Linked DNA regions of Sus scrofa: region 1 is linked to region 2. The links are chromatin contacts, called in public HiChIP or PLAC-seq maps. All regions are on one chromosome and are shown on one strand. Each heading gives the region's core, a stretch centred on a gene start, on an enhancer-like site or on the middle of the called end of the contact. The rest is flanking DNA. Distances are from core to core; before and after follow the strand shown. Region 1 holds the start of MARCH7 (E3 ubiquitin-protein ligase MARCH7). Region 2 overlaps BAZ2B (bromodomain adjacent to zinc finger domain protein 2B).

Region 1 (2,700 bases), core at 117-2,616, 260 kb before region 2:
AGTTACAACTCCAGATTCTTAGCCTGCTGAGCCACCAGGGAATTCTGTAATGACCCCATTTCTGAAACAAAATTTTATCTCAAAGGAAAGCAAAAATCTAGTTACACTATATGCCTGCCTTTTTAACAATGGTATACCATTTGATTTTTAAGTCAAAAATTCATCTTTAACCTTACCTCTTGGCTCTAGACAGAAACGGACAGATGAGAGCAAGGAGAGATTTTTAAATTATTTTTAAAATGAAAAAAAAAACTAAAATATTATACAAAATCGGAAAAAAAAAATCTTACTGAATTCCACTTCACTTGGCACCTTTGTTCTTAATAGTGACAAACGACAGCATTCGTGATGAATTTATTACCAAGAGAGATGTTGCCCATATATTTACATCTGTACGTAGGAAAAAAGAATTACAGTATTTTTGGTGTGTGTACACAGTCATCTTCATTATGCAGTTTCATCAAAATGAAGGAGTACTATGTTCTACTGATGCCCTCCATATTTTTACTTCTTAGGCCAACAAGTCCGTTCTTACACATATCATCACGTATTTCCATTTGAAGAACGTACAATTTACCACAAAGCAAAAGAAAGCCCAAAGTTATTACGATACTCAAGAACTTGGACAATCAATCAGCAAATATTTACCGCATCTAAGGTGCTGGCAAAGTCCCTACAATTCAAGGCTGGGCTGGCAGAGCCCTGAGTCTCTTGGCCTTCAACACCTCGCTCATTAAATATTTTACACGTGACACTGCTCGCCCTCGGGGCTCGGTAAAGACCCTCCTAAACCCAACCTAAGGGGAGGCCGCCAAAGGCCAAAATATGGCTCAAGCCCCTTGCCCGAGCCCGCCGCAAGTCCATATGGAAGACGCACAACCTGCCCCCTTCACCCGTCACAAAACTCCACCACGGGACGAAAGGCTCCGGGCAAAGAAGGCCTGCGGACAGCTCCGCTTCGTTCGCGGGATCAAGCTCCTTCACCCCATCTAGAGAGGAAGGAAGCAGGGGCCTCCGCGTCCCCGGGGCCGCACTTCATTTCCTCCCCTCCCCCACCAGCGGCCTAGACTAGAACCACCTACCCCAGAGGTAGAAGCCCAAACTCCGCAGCTTATTCCCCTTCTTCCGGTGCTAACACCGAACAGGCGCGTCCGGCTCCCAGCGATCACACCACTACCTTCTTCCTCTGAGTTCTAGGCCTCTAAATGAGGCTGAACAGTCGGCGGCGAAGCACAATGGCGCCCGCCCTTCTCCAGGATCAGGCGCAGAAGCAGCCGCCACCGTTAAAAGCCCCTCCCTTCTCTTCCTTCCCCCAACCCCACCACTTCGCGGATTCCGCCGACTTCTCGCGAGAGTGGCGAAGCTCCGCGGACCCGAGAACTGCGGGCGGACTCGACGTACCCCACCGCGGGGTGGTGCTCTGACTGCGGCAACCGTTGAAGGGCTGCCCCTGGGGAGTCAGCGAGGCGCCATCGGTAAGCGGCTTCGACTGGTCGGCCGGCGGGCTTGCGAGGGTGCGGGCGCCGGGAGCTGGGCGCTGGAGGCCCGGCCCTAGTTGGCCGCCCTCGCCTGGCTTGGCGAAGGGCTGGTATCCAGCCCTGCCGTTCTCCAGAGCCCAAGTCCGTGGCACAGGCTCTTGCCTCCTCCTGCAAACCTGCAAGGCCCACTGCTCAAAATACCGCCCCCGCCCCTTTTTTTTTCCGCTTGAGGAGTGGCGCAGTCAATGTTTATTGACTTGAATCAAACACTGCCTTTTCCGACCTCCCCTCCTCCCATTCCCTGTCTGCCCTGTGTATCCGAACCCTCTCCTTTAAAGGTTGGAGTGGATTTGTCCCGGACCATTTGTTACTGGTTGTAATTCAGTGGTGGTGGTGTAGTTTCTTAGACAAGTCTTTTAAGATCGTTTTACTAATCTTTGGTAGTGTAGCTACAGATTTTGCAGTAAGAATTCATCCATTTAGAGAGGAAAATTGTGAGGTAAATGGCCTGACGAGAATGAGACGAAACTTTCAGAAATCTGTAAATGTGGTAAACCAAGATATAAAAGAATCCTAATGAAAAGGAGTAGATTAGAGGAAAAAGCCACAATTTCGGTGAATTTAGGTGAATATGTGGATTTTGAATAATGTACCAAACATCAAAGTTCTTCACCAGTAAAGATTAAGTTATTGAAACTTGGAGGCATACTGATTACACTTGATTGGTACACTGACCTATTTTCATTAGGTTGTTTAAGCAATTCTTTAGATCCAAGTAATTTCAATAAATGTAGTATGAAGTTTGTGGTTTTTGTTATTTCATCCGGAGGGTGAAATGTATCATCCCTCTGTCTTAGAAACTAACAGACTGTTCATTCTTCACTATTGTAAATTGTAAAATATTAAAGATAATTATTATTTAAAGTTGGCATATAAATGCCATTCTATCTCTTTAAAATGTGAGTTGAAGGAGTTCCCATTGTGGCTCAGCAGTTAACATATCCGACTAGTATCCGTGAGGAGGTGGCTTTGATTCCTGGCCTCGCCTAGTGGGTTAAGGATCCAGCATTGCCATGAGCTGTGGTGTAGGTTGCAGATGAGGCTCAGATCTGGCATTGCTCTGGCTGTGGTGTAGGCTGGCAGCTGCAGCTCCTATTCAACCCCTAGCCTGAGAACCTCCATGTGCCGTGTGTGCAGCCCTAAAAAGACCAAGAAAAAAAAA
Region 2 (2,700 bases), core at 71-2,570:
TTCCTTCTTGAAAACCTTTTAAGGAAGAGTTTGTGTCAAATTGATATAATTTCTAACCTAAAAATTTGGTAGAATCCACTACTGAAGTCATCTGGACTTGGAAGGTTGTTGGAGTATTGTTTTTTTTAAATGGTGTTGTTGGAAGATATTAAATCATGAATTCAACTTTTAAAATATAAATATACAATTATTCAGGTTAGCTTTGTCTCTGTGATGAGTTTGGTAGTTATGTCTTTGAAGGCATTTGTCCATTTCATACAAGTCACTGAATTTATAAGTACAAAGTTTTTCCAAATAGTATCCTATCTGATGAATGTGTAGAATTTGTAGTGATATCTTCTCTTTCATTATTGGTATTAATAATTTGTGCCTTTTCCCTTTTAACTTTGTGACTAGAGCTTGCTTTATCAATTTTATTAATCTTTCTGACAAACTAGCTTTGAGCTTCATAAATTTTTTTTCAATATTCTGTTTTCTGTTTCATTGATTTCTACCCTTTATTATTTCCTTCTCTTTTTCCATGGGTATGATTTCCTCTTCTTTTTTCCTGATTTCTTAAAAGGGAAGCTTAGATCATTTATGTTAGACCTTTCTCCTTTTGTTATGTATACATTTAATGCTATAAATTTCCCTTTTAAATACCACTTTAGCTGCATCTCACAAATTTTGATATGTTTACATTTCATTATCATTCTGGTAAAATAATTCCTATTTTTCTTTGTGGATTCTTCTTTCACTGATGGGTTATTTAAAAATCAGTAATTTAACAGGTTTTTGAATTGATGTCCATTTTAGTTTTATCATGATCAGAAAATATACTAATGATAATCTGTGCTTTGTTTTTTGGCTTCCCAGTGCTGCTTTTTCAGACTGACCACCTGTGGGTCTCCTCTGTGCCTATAAAAATTGTTGGGTCAGCCAAGTACATGGCAGAGATGAGAGTCTCTTTCTCTCTGTAGTTTCCTTGCTTCAGAGATTACCCCCTGATTTCCAGTGGCTCTGTCAGCTTTGGACTCTGTTCTCTGACACTTCAAGCTTTCTGCTGCCTAAGCTAATCATGGTGAAGATATGCACTCAATTAAGAAATACATCAAACTGAATAAATCTGCTCTATGTACTTTCTCTGCTAGCTGTTTTACTGTGCCCCTGGAGTACTTCCCCATTCATGCACAGTGTACTCGTAGCTTGGCATTTGGAAAGTTTAAGTTCAGATTTGGGTCTCTTTCTGTGGCTTGATCAGTGCCAAGATTTCCCCTTTAAATATCCTTATTTCCTGGTATTTTCTTAGCCCTGGATCTGACCTCTGGCACCTTTTGTTGATAAGCCTTCTATTTCATCTTCCTCTCTCTTCTGTAGTTAGTATACCTGTGAGGTTTAGACATTTTCAGACCAGAAAGCCACAAAGTCACACTTGCTACCCCTTCTTGTTAACTTTTTTCTAGATGAAAACTTTCCCCTGACTTTTCTCTGCTTTCAGATTCTTCCCAATATCTTTAGTTTTATTGTTATTTAAAATCCAGTTTTTATAATTATTTACTGTGGAAGATTCTTGTCACTATTTAACTACTACTTCACCATTACCTGAAGTTGTCCTCCCTCAAAATACCCCACTTTCTTTCTTAAAAAATTTTCATGCTTCTGGGGATAGCATGTGACATAATCTAGTCAATCCAAACATCCTATTTCCCACACAGTGATGGTTATGTGATTGGTTAAGGAAGGCACATGATGCAAGTAAGACTAATGAAAGTCAAAGAGATTCCATTCTGGGATTTTTTATAAGAAATGGTGAGAAAGGATCTTCTTTTGTCTTACAAAACTGAAGTGAAGGACCTATCTGAGGAAGTAGAGCCAAAAGAGAAAAGAGAAATTAGATCCTAATAAACTTCCAACCAGTCTTCTTTATCTAAAGTGCACATTTTCTCTTTTTATATATTACTCAATGAATTTTACTACATTTATAGTTGTACAGTGATCACCACAACCAAAGTTTATAGCATTTCTATCCCAAACCCTCAGTGCATCCCCCTAACCCCCAATCTGTCTCATTTGAAAACCATAAGCTTTTTAAAGTCTGTAACTCAGTATCTGTTCTGCGTAGAAATTCACTGTGTCTTTTTTTAGATTCCACATGAAAGTGATAGCATGTGATATTGATGTCTCATTGTCTGACTGACTTCACTTAGCATGATCATTTCTAGGTCCATCCATGTTGCTGAAAATGCCATTATTTCTTTCCTTTTAATAGCTGGGTAATATTCCATTGTGTATATGTACCACAATTCTTTTTTTTTTTTTTTTTTTTTGTCTTTTTGCTATTTCTTGGGCTGCTCCTGTGCATATGGAGGTTCCCAGGCTATTGGTCCAATCGGAGCTGTAGCCACCGGCCTACGCCAGGGCCACAGCAACGCAGGATCCGAGCTGTGTCTGCAACCTACACCACAGCTCACGGCAACACCGGATCCTTAACCCACTGAGCAAGGGCAGGGACCGAACCCGCAACCTCATGGTTCCTAGTCGGATTCGTTAACCACTGTGCCACGACGGGAACTTCTGTACCACAATTCTTTATGCACTTTTCTGTCGATGGACATTTAGGTTGTTGCCACGTCTTGGATATTGTATACAGTACTTCAATAAACATTGGAGTACATGTGTCTTTTCAAGTCTTTGTTTTCTCTGGATAGGTGCCCAGGAGTG

Evidence for each region. HiChIP or PLAC-seq counts read pairs in DNA pulled down with a chosen protein or histone mark.
Region 1: a contact with region 2 is called in an H3K27ac HiChIP or PLAC-seq map of alveolar macrophages. The contact joins the promoter of MARCH7 here to the enhancer-like site in region 2. A contact is called at or near these places in 1 of 5 promoter capture datasets (liver), 7 of 47 Hi-C or Micro-C datasets (embryonic fibroblasts, heart right ventricle, mesenteric adipose tissue and 3 more) and 2 of 2 datasets of contacts at active chromatin or transcription factors (alveolar macrophages and skeletal muscle).

What each region holds. Positions count from the first base shown.
Region 1 is chr15:66,648,029-66,650,728 of Sscrofa11.1, reverse strand. MARCH7 (E3 ubiquitin-protein ligase MARCH7) reads right to left here and starts at 1,366. Exons shown (of 10, transcript XR_299495.3): 1 at 1,083-1,366. LOC110256931 (a long non-coding RNA gene) reads left to right here and starts at 1,339. Exons shown (of 5, transcript XR_002339014.1): 1 at 1,339-1,475.
Region 2 is chr15:66,392,756-66,395,455 of Sscrofa11.1, reverse strand. All of the region lies in intron 2 of BAZ2B (bromodomain adjacent to zinc finger domain protein 2B), which reads left to right. Among named protein-coding and RNA genes, the nearest start is that of BAZ2B, 17 kb to the left of the region's middle. Within about 2 kb of position 1,320, at least 4 of the 83 cell types and tissues checked have an H3K27ac peak or open chromatin away from gene starts, as enhancers often do. A contact at or near this core is called in alveolar macrophages, where this site is marked.